Regions from separate parts of the Gossypium arboreum genome. Here region 2 is linked to region 1. A link is a contact called in public Hi-C data. All regions are on one chromosome and are shown on one strand. Each heading gives the region's core, a stretch centred on a gene start, on an enhancer-like site or on the middle of the called end of the contact. The rest is flanking DNA. Distances are from core to core; before and after follow the strand shown. Region 1 holds the start of LOC108485996 (probable F-box protein At4g22030). Region 2 holds the start of LOC108486533 (aminomethyltransferase, mitochondrial).

The links. A called contact is a pair of places that touch in the nucleus more often than the background predicts.
Region 2: a contact with region 1 is called in a Hi-C map of leaf, with 4 times the contacts expected there. The contact joins the promoter of LOC108486533 here to the promoter of LOC108485996 in region 1. A contact is called at or near these places in 2 of 5 Hi-C or Micro-C datasets (both in leaf).

Annotation. Positions count from the first base shown.
Region 1 is chr6:12,991,197-12,998,858 of ASM2569848v2, reverse strand. It overlaps LOC108485996 (probable F-box protein At4g22030), which reads right to left and starts at 2,640. Exons shown (of 1, transcript XM_017789827.2): 1 at 1,248-2,640. The coding sequence starts at 2,640. The coding sequence ends at 1,291. LOC108486711 (a long non-coding RNA gene) reads right to left here and starts at 7,051. Exons shown (of 3, transcript XR_001871523.2): 1 at 6,227-7,051; 2 at 5,258-5,503; 3 at 4,372-4,598.
Region 2 is chr6:13,165,420-13,173,081 of ASM2569848v2, reverse strand. LOC108486533 (aminomethyltransferase, mitochondrial) reads right to left here and starts at 4,840. Exons shown (of 4, transcript XM_017790636.2): 1 at 4,401-4,840; 2 at 3,261-3,836; 3 at 2,909-3,027; 4 at 2,017-2,780. The coding sequence starts at 3,818. The coding sequence ends at 2,234. It overlaps LOC108484046 (dihydrolipoyllysine-residue succinyltransferase component of 2-oxoglutarate dehydrogenase complex 2, mitochondrial-like), which reads right to left. Exons shown (of 15, transcript XM_017787663.2): 11 at 7,421-7,515; 12 at 7,065-7,155; 13 at 6,864-6,974; 14 at 5,876-6,070; 15 at 5,247-5,642. The coding sequence ends at 5,451. LOC108484641 reads right to left here and starts at 1,579. Exons shown (of 7, transcript XM_017788504.2): 1 at 1,350-1,579; 2 at 873-1,128; 3 at 654-773; 4 at 384-542; 5 at 1-92. The coding sequence starts at 1,106.

The DNA of each region.
Region 1 (7,662 bases), core at 1,391-3,890:
TTAAGCAAAGTTGGTGGATTACAATTCACATCCACCACCGATTGTCATATACTAATGGCCCAATTACTCAATTGGTCCTTCGGCTATTTAAAAATTCATAGCGATAAATTTTTATAATTTTTACAATTTAGTCATTGTACCATAATTATCTTTCAATGTGACAAAGTTAAGGGACCAAACTTTAAGTAACCTTTATACCAACCTCATAAATATTAAATATTAATATTTAAGGACTCGAACATCGAAAATGTAGTTCTGAAACCAACGTTTTTGACATTACTGAAAAATGGGCTATTACAGTTTCCTTTGATTGAGTTGATAGAGGAAACCATAGAGGTTTCCTAGATTCAGTAGAATTAGGGTTGGAAATGAACCAAGCTTGAATGAATGGACCTTTGTTTATGTTTGTTTGTTTATTTTAAGTTTGTTTGTGTTCGTTTCATGTTCCTTAAGAATTTCAAAATTTTTGCTCTTTTTTGTTTATTTAAAATTATGCGTGTTCCTATTTGTTCGTTTAAACGAACATGTTCGTGAACATTAAACGAACATGTTCTCAAACATGTTCAACATGAACATATAATTGAACATGTTCACGAACAATGTTCATGAATAATAAACAAATAAACAAACAATAAACACATTCACATATTACTTTTAGATATACAATAATCAAATATAAATATTATAAATAAAAAATAAAAACTATAATAATTTTATTAATATATACTAATGAAACAATAAATGAACTTTAAATAATTTATTAAACGAATTTTAAATGAGCATAAACTAGTTTATTCATGAACATAAATAAATTGAATAAACTTTATTTATGTTTAATTCATTTAATAAAGCCTCAAAATTTTATTTATATTCATTTATTTAACTTCGTAACTAAACAGAATAGAACAATCATTAACTTTCTTATATTGGAAGGAGCGCTCCTATGAAGGAGAAACCCTCTAGGGCCTTGCTAGGCTTTGCAAATATTAGTAATTACTAAAGCCATATATTGAAGATAAAATAATATTTTGGTATTTTAGACTTTAAAAATAATGTTAGGAGTTAATAAATGTTGTATAAGGTATAATAAAATATTAAAAAGAAATATTTATTTTGTATAAACCGAAACATTGTATTTCGGGTGGTAGGTGTAAAAATTTATATAGTAACAAAACTTAAAAGTATTTTTATTCTAATTTATTATGGAAACAGAGTATTGGGATCCATCAGGTGTGAATACAGTGCCATGCAATTAATAGTTCTTGTTATGATCATGAATCTAGTGCAACATTAAAACAACTTGCTTGCAAATTCATCAATGGGGATTCCTTCTATACGAGAATAACTGGATTTTTTGGCTAAATTTCTCAACTGTGATAAGCTTCTGCCTAATTGCAATGCTACCTTCATTTCAAACAACGCTCCCTGTTCTCTTTTCTTCACATCACTTTCATCCAAAGTCGATTCAATCGATTCCTGCATATATTTAAAGAAGCCGGCGTTGTTCCTATACATCTCAAACACCATACCAACTTGGCCGCCATGCTCGAAAGTGTTAACAGCTGAAGCTAAAGCTCCTGTAATGGTTGCCACTATTGCTGCCCAAGGTCCGATATTGGAAGACCCCATGAAAGTAGATGCCAAAGCTGCAATTCCAGTTAGTAATGTCCCTGATGTAGCTAAAACTTTGTTTATCTTCAATGCTTTGTTGCCTAATCTCTCATAATCTTCACTGTCTTTTCTCTTAATCACCTCAACGATTTCCCTCATTTCCATTTCGAGCTCCTTAGTCCACCCATTGCCCATCTCCACCTTTCTATTGATATTATCTTTCTGAGACTCGTTTCTAGGCCACCAAACAGCATGCTCTAAACTTTCCGGGAATTTTTCAAGCATTACACCACCTAGCAGGGCAAGAGGGTAAGCTTTATCAATGACCAAGATTTTTCCCATAACATCTTTCACATCTTCTTTGCTTGGGGAACCAACAGTGATTAGGGTTTGTACTTGGCTCCCAAGCTGCTTAAACAATTTCGTTGCCTTACGTTGCTCTTCCACAAGCTGTGAAGGTTGGATCTTGTTCATAATCACCAACGTTGCAGTGGCTGCTGAGAATAAGAGAATGGAACCCAACTTCAAGCCCAAAACAGAAACACCATGGCTAGTTGCTGTAACACCAGCCATAGTTGCACCAGTAAGAATCATCATGTTAGTGGAGTTAAGAAGAAGGGTGTTCCAGTTTTCTCGTTGATTGCCGATATTCTTGTGCATCTCCACTCTATCGGCAACAGTTTCTAAGACAGCATAAAGTTGCATGGTAGCCATTGAAACAGATGAGGTTTCTTGAACCAATGGTGTCTTAGTGACGGCGCATTTTTCATTCGGGATTGTGTTGATAAACCCATTCCCAGTATTATATTCCTCATTCAAATTTTGGGTCGATACTTTTGGAACTGATGGAGAAGAAGCCATGTGACAGGGTTGTTCTTCTTTGAGATGGGAAACAAGCAAGGTTTTCTTGTAGAGAAAGCCAAGGGGAAACTCTAGAGCCTCATTTATAGCAACCGAGGAGCCAATGACTGTAAGTGATCTAGTGCTACAGCAAAGTTTGAATATAAATCCATAAATATACTCTTTCATCCCTAATATTATAATATCTAGAAATATAATTCAAAATTAGAATCTATTTATCATTAGTATTAAATTCAAGTATTACAACACAAATATGTATTAATTAAATTATCTATCACATATGGTATATGTTAAACATCCCAATCTAGTAAGTTGAATATTATTTTGGAAATTTACAACAATGAATTTGAATTAAGTATGAATAATATATATTTTGGAATGAGTATCAATTTTGGGTCAATGTATAATTTGATATATGAATTTTAATTTTTGTAATTGTATACATGAAATTTGAATTGTGATTTATATGTATACATAAAATTTTGATTTTGATTCAATTATATACATTTAAAGAAATAAATACCCCACATTTATTTGCATATTATATTAATATTGTTTGTGCATGTAATATATCAACGTAAAATTATGCTAATTAGATAATGTTGTTAGTCATTTGTGAAAATTAAATCAAATCAAAATATCATGTATAAAATCGCACAAAATCAAAGTTCATTTATGACATTACTAATTGAATATTAATTGAACCCAAAGTTAATGTATGAATTTGATTTTTATTTCTATGATTTGATTTCAAAGTCATCATACTGTAAAGTAAATTTGGATAATTTATACTACCCTCATTCTGTAAACCCACTATATTAAAACTTGCAAAAAAACAGTGGATATAAATATCCAAATCTATACTATCTATTGATCAATGATCCCAAGGTCCTTTGCCGTTGGCTTACCCTATTGGCTTCCATAATCTTCAAGTTGATCAGGATTGTTTCCTCTTTGGGGTATTAGCAATGGAAGTGATAAAACCAAGTCCATGGCGACTTTTGCGTAGCGTGTAGGCGAGTTTGATTCTATTGGTTCAATAGTAAGTAAGGTCTCAATAAGCTTTCTCATAGGCAGTCTATTTGTATTACCGTTAACATTCTTTGAGACTGACCTCAAACTAACTGACGTAATCTGCTCTCTCTTGCATATGAACTTTACATAACTAAATCAAGTAGAGTCGAGTTTTTGAATATTTGGGTTTTACTAAAGGGATTTTTTCTTTTTTGAAGTATTTTTATTTTTCAAAAGATGCTATCGAAATATTTTCTTAGCTAGTATATAATAATTATTATTTTAATAAAACATCATTTAAGGTTTTAATAAAAATTCTTCAAAAACAAATCTCAACATTTAGGAAGTTCGAATCCTTTTAAAAATCATTTTGAAATACTTCTTAGAGGTTTGACATGTAACATAAAATAAATGCCCGATGTTTTTTGGGTTAAAATGAAGTCGTTTGGATTGAAGAAAGTACTAATTTTATCATAATTTAAAATTTTAAAAATTTTAAATAAAATCATAATTTTTTTTTATTACTATTTTTTCATGTGATTGGAGGTACCCGAGGTCACGTGTAAGCCACAGAGGACTTAAAACGACCAAAACACACGTGTAAGCTACAGAGGACTTAAAACGACCAAAACAATGCAGGACCCTTGCCCAAGGGCCTATGTGTCAGTATCTAGGGTCTAGGTATCAGTACCTAGGTCCCTGTACTGTAGATTTTGGCATTCTGCCAAGTCAGGGTGCGATACCCTTGGCAAAGGTACCGGACCCTAGGCCCCTGAAATTGAGAATCAGTCCAAAAACACTTAAAATCATGCCTAAACATGTCCATATCATTTTCATATGTTCCAAAACATAAAAATCTAATTTAAAACACATTTGAACTCATAATTCGAAGCATAAATATCCAAGTCAAATAATGGAATAAAACTTGGATAATTACATTAAAACAACTTAAATTTTCAAATCAAAATTTACAAATACCACAATCAAATTAGGTCCTTATGTACATGCAAAATCCTTATACAATAACACTAATATAAATATGTTACAACCTCAAGTGAGTTGTGACATGAAGCTCCCAAGCTCGGACCTTATGCTTTTCACTCGTATCTTACCTACGTGTTTTAAACCATTAACGCGTGAGCTTTAAAAAGCTTAGTAAGTACTCAAAGATAAGTCAACTTATCCTATCCTAAAATAAATGTTGAGTCTCTTATCAAGAACTATTCAAGATTCATTTCCATTATATTATGCCATTTTTCAACTAATTCAAATTTGATTATCGAATTATGGAACTCAACATACTGGTCAATGGTTCTTTAACAATTCACAATAGAAATTCATGTTGAAGATCATCATCAAGGTTATTGATATTTTCCATTCTAAGTCCATAGCCCTTTTCACTTAACTTTCTAACTTATTCACGGGTGAGTACCACTTATGGCTATGAGAAGTGGGAAAACTCACATGGGAATAATTTAGAAAGTTAAGTTTATAAAAAGAAAAATTTATAAATCCAAAAACCAAATAAATTTAGGAAAAACGTAAGCAGAATAATTTAAAAGTCCAAAGTCCATCATATGTCCGCATGCCATGTTTGATCCTAGTCTCAAGCATTACTTGAGATGGTTGAAACTATGGGGTGAGCTAACTAGCATAAACATAATATTATTCATATATCATTCATCATTAATAACATTGTAACACAAACATAGCATAAGCATTACCATTCAAAAGTGTCATGGAAAAAACATAATACATAATGATTTCTTACCCCAACCATCCGCTATACACCACAAATTCCCCAGAACTCATCTGCCAAACTCCATACATTGCGAGTTGGGCTCGATGTGGTTAAACCACCATTATATGTAATGAAGATATACTGCCATTCAAAATAAATATGATATAATCGTTGTTCTCCTCATTACTCCCAGTGCAGTGCACTGATAACATATATGCGGACTTAATATGCCTCCATTACTTCACGGAACTCCTCCTTCATCCACATAATCCCATCCTATGCACATGTAATATGTCATACAAATTTCAATTAAAATCATGTTTCCATTACATTCCCATTTCAATAGCATGTTTTGCATGCTCATAACAACATTCACTTTCATTCGATAATAACATTTATCAATCATTTAGTTTCACCATCAATACAGTGACATTCCAACATGTCATAGTTTCATTATCATTCATAAGAAATTTTCCAGTGCATGTGTAGCAGTCTTTCATATATTTCACAACATTTTACCCAAACATACATTTCATTTTTATTCTAATACGTGCTACTCATACAACCAGCATACATTATATCACAAAATAATTCATATTAATTCATATCAATACCAGACATTCAAACATTCAATCAGTCATGCAACATTGCAAACATGCCATTTATTTAAGGTTCGAAACGTACGTGATTCAGCCACATTAAAATCACTTAGCCATTTAACTAAGTTTGACCAACAAGCTTAATCATCATTTTAAGTATTAAAAATATTATTTAACATTTAAATTTTATAGGTTGGAACCCACACCTTATTTTTGTACAACTGTAGCACTACTTACCAAACTTGCGATTCCTCCTTTAGACTTAAATTGAACCTAAATTAAAATACAATATTTATCGAGTTAAAATGTTTCCAAATCAGCCCTAAAGCACCCTCTTAAAGGTTCAATCAAATTAGCATTACCGTAATAATTTTTTGTCTAAATCGACTAGGCTACTTACACTGATTTGATGCCAAACATACGTACGAATGAGTTTTGCAGTCATTGATGATCCGAGAAGTTTAAATCAGCATATAAACATAATTAATCCCCAAAAATCAGTAACCAAAACCCCTGTTCAGATTTTAAACCAATCGACCAAAGAAGAAATTAGTAATAAAGAAAAACAGTGCAAGATCTCGCACAAGTTTGCACTTTGCACCACCCATTACCCTGATCTGAGTTGTCGGATGAACATCTTTCTGAATTATCAATTAGGAACGTTTAAATCAGAACCAAATAGAGGGAAAAATCTAAAAAATTAAAATAGTAGGGGCGAAAATTGAAGAGAAACGACAATCCCAAAACAATGGTACTCTAAGGGCGTGGCAACACCATTTGAGGTGACAAAAGAGGCAAATCTGGGGTGCTACAAGGAGGGATCTTTGGACAACCAAAAAGCAAAATTTTAAGGGCTAGAATGATGACTTATTGGATATAAAAATAGTAGCCAAAAATCGGATCACAAAGTATAAGAACAGAGAAAAAAAATAGGATTTACTGGCATTGATATGAACAAGGGAGAGGGAGTGGCAATGGACAGTAAAAGAGGATGTTAGGAGAGAAAAAAAGGGAATTTTAGGGCAGAAAATAAGGATGGTTTAGGAGGTCTAAATGTTCAATGAGGTGACTGGACAAACAAAAATAAAAAAAACAGGGCAACACAACTGTGATGAAATCCCAAAAAAAGGAAGAAACTTTGAGAGGAAAAAAATAAGAGAGGAGAGGAGAACTGCTAGGGTAGGAGAAAAAATAGACTTAAAGGCTGAAAAGTAAGTGAAAAAGTGATATTTATACTTAGGTTAAAAGGCATGAGTAGCATAAAAACAGGGGGAAGGAGAAAAATTAGCAAAATTAAGCTATTTTGCAAGGGAAGGTTGTTGAACTCGAGTTTTTAAGTGAATTGTACTGGCTGTAGCAGTTTAATTTCAGTAAAATCGAAATAGTAGTTTTGTAACCACAAATGTTAAAAAGAAAATTTTATTTTAATATTATGATATGATATATATTATGATAGGAATGTTGCAGGAAAATTTCGATCAGAAAATTCTATTAATTATGTGGTTAATTAGAAAAATGACTAAAAAAAGTGCATTCTCGGGACTCCGTTCCTGTAAGTTAATTAAAAAATATTTTTAATAAATATTTACGAATTTAGTTGTGTAGTTAATTAAATTTTAGTTAAGTGAATTTGCTGGAATTAAAAATAATTAGGTAAAAGGATTAACTTGCAATAGAGGTAAAAAGTTTAATTATAGATTAAAGAAAAGCTAAAGGGACTGAATAGAAAGTTATGCCATTATTATAGTTGAGGCGATTTAATAAGGAAAATATGAGATTTTTAGTTAAAATATATATTAATATATTAACTTAATATTTAAGTATTAATATTATAAT
Region 2 (7,662 bases), core at 3,591-6,090, 170 kb before region 1:
GGTGGTGTAGATGACCATCGGACTATAGTTGGTTGTGGTGTACACAATATGGTGATGAATATAATGCTCAACCATAAAATACACTCATTAACCTGCATAGTCAGAAAGAATGTTTTCCTTCAGCAAAAATATAGGGTCGGTTTAGTTTTTTCATGTACTTGGAGGGCTCTTAGAGGATTATATCACAAACCAATATAAAAAAAATGTGTTGGATTAGGTGTCAGATGCAAATACTTATTCAGAAATGAAGAGACGAAGCAACATAGGTTTATAGTGCTTCAGAGAAATGAATGTACCGCAGCTAAGTTATGGAATATCGCTGGTAAAACTAAAGAATCTCTTGAACAAAAGTAAGAGCTAAAATATGTAAGATCATCACTGACCTCCTCTGCACAAATCTTGGATTTTACACTGGTGCTTCCGCCATAACTATGCATTACATTGATTTCGATACCGGATTCCTTCATGGCAATCAGTTCTTTCCGCAATCCTTCATCAGTGCAGCCCAATGCATATGCATTCACCCCAGCACTAATGAACTCCTGAGATACAACATCAGTCCAATAGTATTACATGAAGAAAGGCTAACATATATGGGTAAAATCGTTTGAACAAAGAGCAGATCAAGCAAGCAAGTAAATCAATGAATATACTTTTAGGTTGTCACCTCCTCCACGATCGATGACATTCCTGTACCGCCTAAACAAGCTGATTGCTATATTTCGCGACGATCTATACTCATCATCGGATGAAGCAGAACCACGTGATTGACACTACAGTTAAAAAAATCGTAGTTAAAACACGAAAACACTCAATTTTATTTCTAAAAAACGAAGTAAAATGGAAGAGTTCAGGTTCAATAAAATCCTAACCAGCCATCTCTTTGGAGCAAGTCGATGTGATACAAGATAGGTTGTAAGCTTACTGGAATCTTTCCATGAAGGCAATGAACTATGAATATGAACTACATTATTAGAGTGAATCCCTGGTAAGCTATGGTGAATTGCAGGCTTTGAAACACAAGGTAGTTTAGAATGAAGAAGAGTATTGCCCAGAAATGTCTGGATTTGGTTGATTGTTCCCGGAGGATTTACCACCAACATCATGGAACCATCCTACGTTTATAGCCTTCAAACGAGGAAATAAAACAAGAACAATTAAGATGATTGCAAATTAAGAGGAATTTTATAACTTGGAGAAAAGAAAAAACTCATCTGATCATCGCTAAGCGATTATTTTCTTTCTTGATTAAAGCGCTTAGAAAAATTAAATTGAAACCACAGAGAGGATACAGATGATCAAAGAAGTGTGTTCATTAAACTGAAAAGAAAAGAAAATTAGTATATTACCTTGGAGGATTTTGTGTTGGAGAGAAGGGTTGAAATTAAGAATATTTGAAGAAACCGTAAAAAGGAAGAATCTTGGAAATGGGCTAAAGCTTAACCCCACTTGATATTTGAATGGTTCCCAGAGATTCAGTTGTTTGAAGGAAATTTAAAACGAAATTTTTAAAGCATTTTACGTGAATTATTTGGAGTCCTCAAATACCAAGATTTTTATTGCCTAGAGATGCACGTCAACACCCAGAACTTATTAATTTGTCACAAGCAACCAAATATAGCGACGTTCCCCTTATCCGCCGTCGTTTCAGAATCATCATCATATTCATGCCTATCCCATGAATCTTTTCTTCAAACAATTGTGCATAATCTGACTCGACCTCATTCTCAATGAGATTTAAGGACTTCTTTGGACGAGTATTTATCACTATTGCAGTGTATAATATTTAATTTCACTGTTATTGTTATTTTTATATTAATTATATTGCTATTTTTATACTAATTACAAATAAGCGTTCTGCCCATCTAAAAGGGACTTCAATCATTGATGAAAAGCTTGCTATCATGAATGAGACTGTATAAATTCCTTAATTTATTGCGGTTCTACCTGTTTAGACAGTCCAAGTCACTTTGACAGAGTAAGAGATAAAACCTAGATAAAGAAAATGCCAAGCCATTATGAAACTTTGCCACGATTTCAATCTTTCCCTTTCTTACTGATATATAAAATCCATTATCATTATTCGAGAAATTGGAATTGAACAGAATACAAGCAATAAACAACAGCATGTTCATGTAATGTCATGTAAGTTAAAAGAGAAACAGGGCATTGGCATTTGATTGCAGATGAAACAACGCAGGAAAACTGAGGAGCTGAAAGCGTAAATTCCATCTTAGGATGGCTTGTAATATTTTGTGGGTATAAAAGGCATTTTTGTGACTACTCCATCATAGGCCTTTCCTCTTACCAAAATCTTAGCTTTGGTGCCTGCCTTGTGTAATCCAGATTTCACATATCCCATTGCTATGTTCTTCTTCAGGCAGGGGCTAAATCCTCCGCTGGTGATTTCTCCAATGTTGTTCCCTTTCTCGTCCTGAATCTCACTGTGAGATCTTGGAGGTGGGCCGGTGGAGGTGAAGCCGACTCTCCTGATCGACGGACCCTCTGCCAGTTGTTTCAGGATTACCTCAGCTCCTAAGAATCCACCTTCTGCTCTTCTCCTCTTCCCTATGGCCCATGTCAGTCCAGCTTCGACTGGTGAAATGTGTTGTTCCATGTCATTGCCGTATAAACATAGGCCAGCTTCGAGTCGGAGACTGTCTCGAGCTCCAAGTCCTGTCAACCTTACCTTTCCTTCCGATTTCTCCAAGATTGCTTTGGCAAGATCCAGAGCATTTTCTGAAGGAACTGAGATTTCAAATCCATCCTCACCGGTGTACCTGAAAAATAGATAGATAAGAGACAACTTTATCAGTTATCCTCCATAGCATCCCAAGATATGATAACATTCAACCTGCCAACCAAGCCAGTACTCTTGGAATATGAAAGAAACAAAATTGAAGATTACCCTGTCCGAGTGAGAAAACATGTTGCACCGTTGATATCCAATATTCGGAATTCCCCAAAATATATCTTACTCAAATCATCCTTTGTCAGATGTTGAAGAACTGGGGCAGCAAGAGGACCCTGTAATAGAATTATATGTTTCAAAATTGTTCAAATGCTACAGGAAAGTCATTTCTTCACTAACCTGCAAATCTGTGCTAGTTGACCAAATTATTCAAGAATAAAAGGAGAACATTTGTGTGGACTACAACTCAAGAAAGTATGAAAAGCATGCATGTTTGGCTCAACAATCACTGGCAAATTGATAGAATCAAATACGGAGACCTAATAATCGAAAGGGTGTAGTGATTAACCTGGAGAGCTAGAAGAGATCTCTCATCATGGATGTGCCACGAGACATCACCACCTTTGGCCTTGAATGCTTTCATATGCTCTTCAATGTGAGCCAGATCCTTATCCCTGCAGCCTGCATTCACAACCAGATATATGTGATCATCTTTCACTTTAGTAATCACGGAATCATCGATTGCCCCTCCTTTCTCATTTGTAAAAACAGTTAGAGTTCCAGTTCCGGGGGCAAGGCCAGCTACATCAGCAATGACGAGCTTTTCAAGGAATGAAACAGAGTCCTTTCCCTTAAGGCTCAGCCCACACATATGGGATACATCAAACAGTCCACCATTCTCCCTGCAATTCACAGTTGAGTCCATGATTGAGTCCTTGTACTGAATGGGCATGCTCCATCCCGCGAATGGGACCATCTTCCCACCATGAGCAACATGGAAATCAAAAAGAACAGTTTTCTTCAGATCTGCCTCTGAAGCAAAGTACCGACGTGCTACAGCCTTCTTGTCAGCCTGTGAAAGACGACGAGTAATTGATTGCCCAAGTTGCCAAAGACTTCCCCTCATCTTCTAAAGTTGAAATATCTGATGAAGAGCAAATTCTCAGAAACAAGACAATATTGTACTACTAAGAATAGCATTCACTTGCCACTACAAAGATTTTTAGGAGCATTCAAATTTAAAGGGGAGAAGTGATTTTTAACAGCAGTGAACCTATATGGGGTTAAACAACACATCCATTTATTGAAAATATTTATTGGCTTCTAAATCATACGCATAATGCCATAATCTAACGAATCCATTCAATCTTAATGTTACAATCCAACACCATATTCCCAAGAAAAGCATCAAAGGCATTTGTTGACAGATGATAACCCAATACGATCTAAAATCAGCACTGAAGTATCCAATAGAGACATTCTCCAAATAATCCGACCATCCGACAATATACAATGAAAACCACGACATTATACCACAGTTTTTGAGATGCAAATGATCAAAACTGAAAAGGGTATTTAGCAAATCAAGAAAAGAAACCAATGCTATCACGTTATCGAGATCTCAATCCCGTTTATCACAGAATCACAAAGACAACGTCAAGCTACAAATGCAGTCAGAGAAAAAGAATAAGAGAGTGAAAAGGCTTACACAGAACCCTTGTTTGCGGTCTTCAAAAAGAGAGCAATTCAGAGAGCACAAAAGAGCATTCCTCTGCCAACTCTGGGCCAAAAGAAGAAAGTAAAAAAGGATAGCCTTTTATATATGCGCCAAAGAAATTAGATGTAAAAATATTATTTTGGGCATTTAAAAAAAAAAATGAGGAAAGTGGTTGGTAGCACAGGAGTGAGTGGAGGAGGGGGTTTCTCTGCCAAATCCAAAAAATAAAAACCAAATCTTCAGCGAGTGGTGCTTAAAGGGCTTTAGAGCTATTTCACCACTTCCCAAATCCTTGTCTCCTTTCTCTGCATGTCTTACTCAACTTCATCTAACGGCTGTCATGACAAGGAATCTAAGGCATGTTGCTGATTTTGTCCGAGGTTAAAATTGTCTGTCTCTGTTACAGTGCCAACAAGGTCTAATGTAACTGGTCTGTAATTGAACTGAGTTTAGAAACGAAAACATTGGATTAGTGTCTCAGATAGGGGGGACCCATGCAGTTGAGAGATCACTGTAGTATGGAGATACTAATCTACCACTAAAAAGGAATGAAATTGGGAGTTGGTGAGATCTGTGTTGGCGTCCTCAACTATTAGCTGTTAAAAAAGGTTTTTAACCCAAGCTATTCTTGGTTGGTTGGTGGCTCTGATTTCTTTAAATCGAAAAATTCATGTGATTAGTTTACTAATTAACAGTTTCATTGAAATTGGTAAGTACTTTGTTTCTCTCAAAAGAAAATGGGTTCCTTTTTATAAAGAAGAGTTCAGCTTCAACTATTTGGAAGATTAGTCATTGAATGACTCCATTGCTTGTTTTCTCCATTTAACTAGAATGATATCAATAAAAAACGAAGGAATGCTTTATTTTGGAGCAGATGATCGACCACCATAGGCCTTTTAACAGATACAATAGGAAAATGATATGGCACACCAAGAAAATGCAAATATAAGAGCCTGGAAATCTCAGTTGCTATTTATTCTACACCCAAGAAAATGTGTGCCATATCCAGGCTATAGATAGACTGTTGTTTATATGGTTTCCTTATACATCGAGCAGCAGTCTCCGCGGATCCTCCACAACATCTTTAATGCGACGCAAGAAGAATACTGCTTCCCTTCCATCAATCAGTCGATGGTCATACGTCAGTGCAATGTACATCATTGGCCTTGGAACAACTTCTCCACTGACAACCATTGGACGGCTAACTATGGAGTGCATTCCCAGAATAGCCGACTTAGAAAGAACAAACAACTGTTAGTAAAAAGAGAACATGGAAGAAAGATATCGGATCTAGCATATTTACTTGTGAATGCAAAGCCATGAATGTGTGGTAAAAAATGCATTAAACATGGATAATCGGCTTATTTCCCAGAAAACAAAGCTTCACTTGTTATACATTACAAGTTCATCCGAATGAGACATGGGGGAGAGGGGGGGAGGAGTAAATTGACTGTAAAGCATCTCACCTGAGGGGGATTAATAATTGGAGTACTTAAGAGGCTTCCATAAACACCACCATTGGATATTGTGAATGAGCCCCCAGCCATCTCATCAATTGATAAAGATCCATCATTTGCCTTCTTAGCAAGGATGTTTATCCCTTTCTCGATTTCAGCAAAGTTCATTCTGTCAGCATTTCGGATTACTGGAACTACAAGGCCCTGGAAAAAAGTCAGCGAAAGCAACGCAGTTTCAGATATAGATGGAGAACTGGAAACCAAAACACAGTTGAGGACTTTAGCACATTTATGATGAAAAAGGTGGTGCAGCGTGCAGGCAGAGAATATGGAAAGCAATGATAAATTGAAATAAGAGTATTCCTTAACATATCTTAATTTGCTAGACTAGGAAAACAAAAGAAAAACTATCATTTAAGGAGATGACAAAATTTAGAGATTATAAGGAGCATCGAGATCTCAATGATGATACGACAATTGACAAAATCTCAATTATGCAGCATCTTAAAGAATACCTCCACTCAGCAAAGTGGGAAGTTCAGATAAACAGTGGCGAGCAAACAACCAATCACATTTGCATTAGTACATACAGACGTAAATAACAGAAAATGGTGTACTTTGGAATCTAGCTACTATTTTTATCTGAAAACACAAGCACAAAATGGCATCAATTAGCAATGGCATATCAAATTAGAATGGAAGTGAATGATCCCAATGCATATATTACAACCTCAAGCAATCTAGCCCCAGTTTGACCTTTAAGGTGAGTGCTAAGTAAACCATGAATCTACAAACTCAAAGTTCTTATTAGTTTGTATAGAATTCAGCTATCACAATAATCGATTCCTTAAACAAGTATTTCTTTTACCACATTTAAAGGCTTCAGATGCCCCAGAGAAGCTAGATATTATCTTCAGATGGAATTTTGAAGGAATAAATGGCGTCTGATAACTACATTGCCAAATCACTTTACATAGAGTGAGAGAAACTGACAGACCTTTGGAGTACCAACAGCAATACTGATATCAATGTAATCTCTATATATTATGTCGTCCCCATCAATTACAGCATTGACAATTGGTTGATTCTGAAGAGCGCTAACAGCTGCCTGAAAGGAGATAAGACATTTTAAATGAAGATTGTATATTTATACACAGACACAAACGCACATGTGTCTTTAGGTTTTGGTGAGTGTTACCTTTACAAATCCCGACATAAGTCCTAACTTTACTCCATGTTTCTCGAAAAAAGCATCCTTATAGTCAGAACGGAGCTTCATCAAACTGGTCCTGGAATTGTATGTCAAAGGAGAGGGGAAAATATGCAAAACTAAGTCATTACCGGCTTAAAATTACATGAGAAACTTGTGATTGTATAATATCACAATAAGAGATGCGTATCCATTTTGAAACATGACCAAAAGATTAGTCTAAGCCAAACAGCATAGATTCTATGTCTTGGTGAATCATAAGAACTGAAAGAACAAAAAGTTGCAACAGAGAAGAACAGCAATTCACATTCTACAACATTACTACAAGAAGGGGTGGCAGTTACATATCAACTTCATTGAATGTTGTCAACATTGCGAAAGTGTTTTGAGAGTCCTTCAAACGTGTTGCAACACGTTTTCTAAGTCTAGTCATAGGTACCTGAAATTACATAAATCACATGTTATATTAACAACAAAATTCCCTTTTGATGATATGTACCATAGACAGCAAAAAGAAACGGTTAGAAAACATTCTATGCTTATCTAAAGAAGTATATATGTAGAAAAAAAAAAAGAAAAAAAGCCC